2 separate regions of the Bombyx mori genome follow, and region 1 is linked to region 2. Evidence: chromatin contacts called from public Hi-C data. All regions are on one chromosome and are shown on one strand. The core of a region is the stretch at or near the end of the contact, and the rest is flanking DNA. Distances in the headings are between cores, read along the strand shown.

What was found. Hi-C and Micro-C count contacts between places; a contact is called where the count stands out from the background.
Region 1: a contact with region 2 is called in a Hi-C map of whole pupa, with 2.0 times the contacts expected there. The contact joins the promoter of LOC101737550 here to the enhancer-like site in region 2. A contact is called at or near these places in 2 of 7 Hi-C or Micro-C datasets (both in whole pupa).

Annotation. Positions count from the first base shown.
Region 1 is chr10:3,882,476-3,887,111 of ASM3026992v2, forward strand. It overlaps LOC101737550 (serine/threonine-protein kinase NLK), which reads right to left and starts at 1,738. Exons shown (of 10, transcript XM_038013338.2): 1 at 1,187-1,738. The coding sequence starts at 1,383.
Region 2 is chr10:3,831,523-3,836,451 of ASM3026992v2, forward strand. All of the region lies in intron 1 of LOC101737550 (serine/threonine-protein kinase NLK), which reads right to left. Among protein-coding and RNA genes, the nearest start is that of LOC101737550, 50 kb to the right of the region's middle. Within about 2 kb of position 1,374, at least 8 of the 8 cell types and tissues checked have open chromatin away from gene starts, as enhancers often do.

The DNA of each region.
Region 1 (4,636 bases), core at 488-2,987, 51 kb after region 2:
AAAACTTTTCCGAAATAATATTATCTCTTGACTTAGTTTCTGCACTTTATCGTAAGTGCAAAAGCTTTTACTATAAAAACGATATCCATTGTTAGAAATGTTGGAATAATACCATAAAAGAGATGGTAAAATGGAATCGGAGCTTTCTCTGGTATTAACGAGCAGTTCGTGTTCCGAGGCTGTAAAAGCGGGTGCTCGGATGACGCTGTGGGGCGACCGGTAATAAATGCTTAGAGAACATTTACTTTTTACATCTTGAATTTGACCTTACACGATTATTATTTTTCTGAAAATTCTCTGAGTGATTAAACAAAGGAACTTAACTTTTTTGCTTCGTGTATTTTTAATAAATCACAAATTTGAAAAGCAAATGGTATATAAATATTTTTTGTGTAATGAGTATGTAATAATTTGTATTAATTGTTGATCTATAAATTTTACAGAAATGTAAAAAATATATTTTACTTATTTGTGACTACTTCAATATGTAAGGTTTGTTGTGTTTTGTGTAAATAACTTAATACTTAATCTTAGAAATTTTTTTTATTTAATTGTAAATATACAATATTATTAGGCTCTGTTTTAATTGTTTTGTTCATCTATATAACACGATTGCTTTATAAATAAGTAAGTAGCGATATGAAGAGAATAGTTTTGAATCATATAAATTTATTTTTAACTTCAATCAAAAATAGTTTATCATAATAAAGAACCATGATTATTGATAGGAAAAGTCAACATTTGGAAAGAGATTCGTTTACGCATAATATACTGGATCTCTAGCTAATACGTTTTGTTATTTTAAAGTTGTTTATTATCAAACAATAAGGTTTATTAGGCTATAAATGAAGCCGAAGCTGCTTTTTTGTTTCCGTTTTTATTTACTAAAAATGGGCTTAACTCATACACGATTTTTTTAAAGTTTCCAAATTAAATTTAGCCTGAGAATTAATTTAGTTTCGAGAATACATATTGAAAAATCTCAATATTATATAAGCACAGGAAATGTTTATGTTGTATGTACCTACCTATCAGCAGAATATGCGACCAAACTTTTTTGAAGATAAAAACTTGAAATTAATAGAGAATTTTCTTGATAAATTAACGATGTTTATTATAGTAAGTATTATTTGTATTCTCGTGATATGTCAACTGAAAGTAAATTTATAAACAAACTAGTACTAACCATACAACGCCGAAGGCACCATAGCCGATGGGCCGGTCAGGCTGAACATCAGTCGGAATAGCCGGCGATTGATAGTAGGGCGCCGCTGCCGCCAGGATGGCGCCCTGGGGCGCACTCTGCGTACTGCCCTGCATCAGGGACATCGACACACTCATGGAAACGCGAGAGTGCCGCGCGGGACCGCTAACTGCCGCCATCCAACCGCTCAGCGGCGAGGTGTCACCGCAGACTCATCAGGCGAACCACTGCCTCGACTTTAACTCTATCACCAGAACTTGACTCCCGAGGGAAACGCGGAAATATCACTGCTTACTTTTTTATTATTCATGCTCGAACGACTCTGCAGGGATCACTAAACAACACTCGTGGAATTCAGAAACACTTTTTTAATTCACCAGTTACTTTTACGTGTTCGTTTGAATTTGATAAAGATTAACTGATGAGTCTGGCTCTTACTTCTTTCTGGACAAAGAAAGATACCGTGAATTACGGATTACAGTTAACCTAACCAACGTCTACACGCCACGCCGATTGAGCGAAACTGAAAATGAGGTGGGGGGCGGAAAGACCGGCAGTAATGATGCGTGAGCGAGACAGCAAAAGAACATGGCGCCGATGTCAAGAACAGCTGGGCTTGAATGACCATAATTAGATGTAAAGTTATATATTGTTAAATCACTACTAGACTATTTATGAGAGCATTGTAGTAACGATCACTTAAAAAGTGGTACCATTTTTTCACTACTGAGGAAAATATGATTACATTTCGTGATCTTAAAATTATGTGCACTTTATTGTTGTTCGACTCTACTCAGATTTATTTTCTTAAATTAGTTAAGCAAAAAAATTATTTTACAAGGATCTGCGTGTTTATTTTGTTGTCTATAATTTTTAGATCAAATTATCGAATCTTATATAATAAATGTAGGCATCCATAACAAAAAATTTAAATACAATTTGTAAGATTCCGATAACGCATTTCCGACTTTATTATGCCTATGATTTAGATCTTTTTATGTAATTTATTACGATCTATCAGTGTATCAGAATTTCAACGAGTAGGCTCTACTAGTATTCGTAAATAAAGCCAAAAATGGACTTTAAATTCATAATATTTAAATTTAATTAAAATCTATATCTATTATCTGTCTTCTATCTCTATATATAAAAATGAATTGCTGTTCGTTGTCTCGCTAAAACTCGAGAACGGCTGGACCGATTTGGCTAATTTTGGTGTTGAATTATTTGTGGAAGTCCAGGGAAGGTTTAAAATGTTCGGAATTAAATAAAAATAACAATTTCCCTTCGATGTGTCCCCCGTCGGACGATTCCTTTTGTTTGTTTTAAGTTTATTTTATACAAAAGCTTAGGCCTTTTATTTATCGGTTGAGGCACTACGAATTTTGCCGGGTCAGCTAGTCTTAAATAGATATTGAATAAATGCTAACTTTCTATTTACTATCTATGCGATTGTATAGTATTTTATATGTATAATAGCCGGCAAACTTCTTGAGCATTTGTCGACGTAGTGGGGGTAAGTTCGCGCATGGTACACTCACGTGCAGAAACAATATTTACTCTGCGTCATAATGCTATTAAATTATTAAAATCAACACATTATGTATTTAATATAGGTTAATAATTGTAATAATTTAATCTTGGGGTAAAATAGATATTCCTTCTATTAAGTCAAAACTAGAGCTGTTGCCAGGTCTTGGTTCAGTTGAAGCGAAGTTGGTATTTGTAATTTTTTTTTCGTTATCATAATCTTAACCAGCATCATCATCAATGTTTTCATCACCCGAGTCGCTATCATCGTGATGAGTCGACATAGGGCTCATCGGTGTAGTTTACAACTCGGTCGGTTCGGTCTTCTTTTTTGTCTATAATTAATTATTTTTTGAAGATATTCGATTCGTAGTAATCGAATGTAACTTTTTTCAATTACCAGCTTCCGATTACTTTCTGTTTTTTTTTTCATCATTCTTCATTCCGAGCCATTAAAATTTATATCTTCTTTAAATTTTTCGAAGCCTTTCTACGATACGGAGTTTCGCTGCTCGTTATGTAGTTATTATGATTACATCTTTTTATTACAGATTGAACGAAACTATCCATTCCGGTAACTTTCTTCTTCCCTGATCTTTTCTTACCCGAAGTCCGAAATACGGCGAGCAAGCCAGAGTCTTTAGCTTCGTTAATAATGCACCTAGCAGTACTCACTGATGTTTTTCTTGCTTCCGAAGTCTGTTTTACTTTTTCCATATCATTCTTCTCCTGTTTTATAATGAAGCAATATACGTCGTACACAAATTTTCTTTTGAATACTACGCCATAGTGTATTTTTTATAAAAAATCAACAAACATTCAACATATAGCAATGGCAACAAAGTCAACAAGCAATTATAACAAATAACTTAACGATTAATAACGATAGACTTTTTGCTGTACGCAAGCGTACTTTTGGGAGCAAGCGGAACGAGGGCGCGGTGCGGGGCGCAAGGTTCGACTGATCTACCAATAACGTGCTCGATACGATTTCCCCTGCCGTCGCGCCTCACCCTCACCACCAAAGTGATCTAAAATTAGGTTCTGCGCAGTCAAGGTCATTTGCTCACGAAGTTTGCCGGTTACTATAATTACGTGGCTTTATTTTATCTATAATTACGACTCCGGACTACTCAGAGAACTGCTTAATAGGCAGCAGCTTACATGGTAAGCAGTGCCTTAGCTGTGTCCCTGGCATTGCTGACGTTCATGAGTGACGATAATCACTCACCATCAGGTGGGTCGTCGTGGTATGCTCGTCTGCCTACAAGGGCATTTAAAAAAACTTTTGTCTTTCTCATCATCGGTTTGTAGCATTAACCTTTTTTTTATCTAAGACTTCGTCTATGGAAATAATCCTTAATAAGTTCTCCCTTAATTCCTAACTGCAACGCTGGTATGGCGTTTTGGGAACACGCATTATTACTTTCGTACCTGTTACGAAACAACCATGCGTTGCGGTTTTGAAGAATAGAATAACCGTTATTAAAACATCAAGGTAATCGATGTTAAGGTGTTAATATTACTCGTAACTGTTTCACTTCTGGTAGAATGTTAGGTCGTCTGCTATAAGTGAGCCGAAAATCCTATTGAAAAACCATTACAATATGAACCTTGTTGCCGGAGAGCCTATAGGTTACATCACCTAGGTTAATATCACCTAGGCCCAACGGGAAGTATCCTTTGAACACCTAATAGGCAAGAAGCCAGTTTCTTATACTTGCTCGTGCCGTGTGTTACGATTACAATCTGGTGCAAATGCTAGGGACCTACCTACAGGCTTTTCTAAATAAGCATTTCAGCTCGTATTCAGAAACGACTTCACCGACGAAGGAATTCCAAGATACCTAGATCTAGCCTAAAAATATTGGTATTTCGTAATGATTGATGCCGTTGAACAGT
Region 2 (4,929 bases), core at 124-2,623:
CAAAAATTTAAAAGAAATGTCATATGCATGTAGTAAAAAGCGGTTATTTCAATATGAGAAACAGACACTCCAATTTTATTTATATGTATAGATAATAATACTACTGCAGTGTGCTCACTAGGAAGGACTTGGATACGCTTATCCAAGTCTTTCCTTCCTTTTACGGTAAGCAGCGGTTTGCCTCTACCCCTGGCATTGCTGATGTCCATGAGCGACGGTAACTCGACGTAAACTCCATCATCAGGTGGGCCGTATGCTCGTCTCCCTATACGGCAATAAAAAAAATTCCTTCAAACTTCTAAACCACGTGCCAACAAACGCCTAACCTTTTAATACATTGAAGTATTCGCTAAAATCTATATTTTATTATGAAATATCGTAGGACAATGTTGACATTCAAGCATGATATCGGATTCAAGGCGGATACTCAATTACGTTAAATGGTATAATGTTGAGAAGTGTACTTGAGAGGCGAGTCCTGAGTGTGCATTACCTAGACTCACTAGTGTATACTATGTAATATAATATAGGTATTATGTAGTTATGATTTAGTATCGATCGACGGAGGACTTCTGCTGTCATTAAAAGCTATGGGATCTTTTGATTATGTCACGTAGCATTGTCAATTTTCTTTTGATAAAACTTTACATGTTTGAAGACTTCTTTAAATCAATAACTGCCGGCCTGACTCGGTTTCGCTTAGGTAATTCAAGATTCTACTGAAAGTAAATTGCAGTATTTATGAATGTATTATTTATAGTATGGCAATATGGTCGATGATTTGTTTTTTTTTTTCATAGCTATGCTGATAGCCTTGAGAGGCTACTTCAGATTCAAACCGGAGTGTTGCTAACACTGGCCCTAGCAAGAGCAGTGCTTCGCAGAATCTACCACCGGATCGGAAACGCGACCCACTGAGAAGATCCGGCGAGAAACTCAGTCGGCTGTGTCTATGGGTTAATTCGCACGTCGAGCCCTTCGTCGCAAGCTACGGGTTCGACGAGGACGGTGACTTGTGGTACCTAAAAGTACTGTTAATGGATCGGGAGGATATGTGTTGATTTGTAATGTTTCCTTCAGGACAAATGCGAAACAGGTTCTCTGTCTACACTATTATTTCGTTTGAAAAAAGTACCTTAGTAGTACCCGAACACGAAACATCAAAAACTCGACCCAGTCGCAAACTCAATGTGTGCCGGCTACAACAGATCATAGATTGTCTGCATATACAGTTCGAAACGTCAGCAAATGACGCGAGTGAGTCTACGTCACGCGCTCAGCTGATCGTGCGACTCGCTGCGGTGTAAACAAATCATAGTAAAGCTCCCACGCTTGTCCGACGCCCCACTATCGTTATATCAACAACTACCAGTCACCGAGACTACAAGCCGCATTTATCAAACGGCATTAACTCTATCGTAATGCAGACAGACGGTCATACGCCTCAGTTTCACATATCAACTTTACTTAAGTAAAAACAATTTTACGATTTAATCTCCCGTTTGTTCGTTTTACATTTCCGACGCTTTAAAATTTTTAATAGGGTTAGTGATCACTGATAACTAACCGGGCGATTGTATGTTTTTAAAAAACAGAAAGTACAACTCAACATTCTCAAAATCTTTCGTATTTTTTTTTGTTTTTCAATATAGGTACATATGTATTATGTACATTTCATACCCGATTATTGAATCGTGTTTTTGTTTTAAATACATATCAAATCATATCGACGAAACTATAGATGACCTCGTAATGAACTTGAAATCATCCGCTATCATTTATCATTTCTTTTGACGGCGTATTTATCGTCTTTCACGATGACCGCGTGTGCGCACAAAATAAATCCTTTAGCACAGTTGATATTATAGATCATATTCGTAAACATACGAATTTGCCATTAAAACTGGTCACGGCCGGCACGATTACCGGTCGTCGGTTAATCCTGAATAAGTACTGGTTAACGAACAGGGTCAACAGCTTCTTGTTATCACCGACCAATATGTTGGCACATAACGCCAACACAAGCGCGTATCTCAGTAGGCCAATATCGCAATGCTGACGTCATAATCCCTCTCGGATAGATTTCGAATTGTTTTGCTCATTTTCGTGTTATTCTTGATTGATCAAATATTTGCTTGAAAATAAATGGTATATAGTTACCAAAACATGAATAGTTTATTTAAAAATGATACGTTTGTCTACGTTTGCCGCTAGGGGCGCTGTTCCAACTGCATACAAACTTGAGTTAACTTTTACGCTATCGAGTACGTTAAAAAACTCGCACTAAGCACACCGGTCCTATCACGATGAAGAAACGAAAGAGTAAAATTTAAAATTAACGATCCGTGTCAGATGGTCGTTGGCTTGTTACCATATCGTTCTCATCACACCGAAGCACCGACCGTGATGGGACGGTGCCGCGAACATCACATTTGCATATTGTATGTTTATACCTGCTATTACACTGATACATACGAAATCCAATTACCAATGAATTACGAAATGTCTAAAAGATATAATTATTTTTTCTAATATCAAACTTAGGTCGTGTTTAAGTAATGTTACCCACAAACACATAATAAACGAAGCATGACGTAGTGTGGGGCAGGATACACCTGCTGTTCTGACCGTCTCCTACGCGCACCTGCTAGACAATATTAAAAAAATTCGATTTTATTACTTTAGCATGACGTGATTCATCTTTGCCCCGACATTTAGGTAATTTTTACTGATGGGTATTGTTATACAAAGCTATACTATCAAGTTATACAAGCTTCGATCGACCTGGTATTTAAAGGTGCCTATAGATATCAAACGAGGTCGAGGCTCAATTGCATTAGAACCTTTATGCTGCCCCCTAAACCAGAACGTAGATTACTTACCAGGACGATCATAAAAATTCGAACGAGACTACAGTACCTTACCATCACACCGCAAACTATAAAATTATTGGGGATCACAATAGGAAATTTTGTTTCAGCAATGTTACGCGCGTGTATTAATCATTGAAAACGGAGCCGGGGAATCCGACCCTAATATTTCATAATCAAAATCATATTTCAGTGTAGGCGGGCGCTAGTGCTGCCCGGGGAAGGCACGATGGCACGTTCGCAAGAAATATTGCCAGTTCGGCGGCACACTACGCAAACCGGGATATCTCCCATCTCCAGACCGGCCTAGGCCCTTGTGCGGATATCGCCGCGCACGCGGCACGGCTCCGCTCTTTGGGAAATTGCGTACACAGCAAACAAAGAAATTGCACGTCTAGATAAGGAACCGGAGCGAATCGCGTTTATGAACGCCCCTCGGCGTCGTCCATCCGCTACTCTGTGAACGCCGAATCGTTAGCGTTTCGTTTAGTTCCCCCTTTCGTAAATGTCACAGTGAAAACGATTTTAATTTCAAATAAAATTTTAATGATTTACGAGAGTATGTATCACAACGTTTTTTTTTAATAAAACACAATTCATCAAATATATTTTAAAGACTAACCCAAATTGCAACATCAATTCATCATATCTTCATATCTGTACATCCCATGAAACAATACAATTGTTTTATGTTATCCTCTTCTTCGTATGTCTTGCGAAGGGTCGTAAGTAATGCGGGAAAAGCTCGATTCAAGTTTCATAATCCGCAAGCCGCTGCCCGTCAGAGATAGGGCGGTTTTCGACGAGGGTTCGTTCGGACGGGAGGCCGTTCAAAGAGAGGCTTAGGCCCAGTCGCCACAAAAGAATGGTAACGGCAGTTTCGGCGTGCGAACCCGAAACGTAAATGGGCGGAGCATGCGCGTCGGTCAACCGATAAACCGCGCCAGCCCGGGTCGGCCAATAAATATTTACTTTCATATATTTGATTGTTAAAATACGAGGTCATCGTAACGCAGTTGTGTGCAGTCCCAGTGAGCACGTTGACCTAAACAAATTAATTCGAGTCAACGCACCGTGGATAATCGATATTCATGCAAATGATTGCTTTAATAATTAACTTTATGTGCAAACATTAATACAAAGTTCCAATACATTACGGGAGCAGTCGATTGGATTCCCGGAGGGTGCGAATACTCGATGAAATCACTCGAGCCGAAATACGTCGTCTTCCACGACGTGGCGAACCCTCCTCCTTCGAAAATATCAGAGAGCAAGGAATTTTGGGACTTTGAGTGACGTGGCTGCTTCGCTCGACGGGTTTTGAGGGAGATTCTTATGCCAAATATATATTATGTATTTAAGTTGGTAATGGTTACGCGGTGGTCTCATTAGTGAAGTACGACAATGAATCTTGAAACTAGCGACATTGAACCTTTTGTCCGTGTTCAACCGCTTCAGAAAATTTATTAGTGAGGCGTATCTCAATCCTGCCTATTTTTGCCACGAATCAGTCATGCGTTGAGTTTGAAGGATGGAACAGCAGCATCGTCTCCAATGACCACTTCACTACCAAGTAAGCCGTGAGCGCAATAGACAGACAATTTATAATTTTATTTTTTTTGGAAAATTAATTTATTAAATTTTATAACAGACGGCATGTTTTATCCGAAAAACTATTGCGATAGATAAACAATATGATCACAATCGTTTGAGAGAGATTGCTGTTCCAAAATTCTTTAGATTAATGAACGATTTTGCTAATTAATATAGCTATGCTGCTATGAATGCAAAGATATATGTACTTTTTAGTACACCGTTAAGTTTAAAGTACATACCCGCCGTACGTATCGATGTACGCTTTAAATTACAATAATTACGTCATTGTAGCCTAACCCAGTAGTCTCTTATTGCACAAAATGCAGACTAAAGCCTGATTACTACACCGAATAAACACTTTTTTTTATATTATATCATTGAAAACGTGTTTTTATTTCGTATCTCCGACATAAAATCTCCATCGCCGAGTCGCCATATAAGTGTCATGTTACCGACAGAAGGA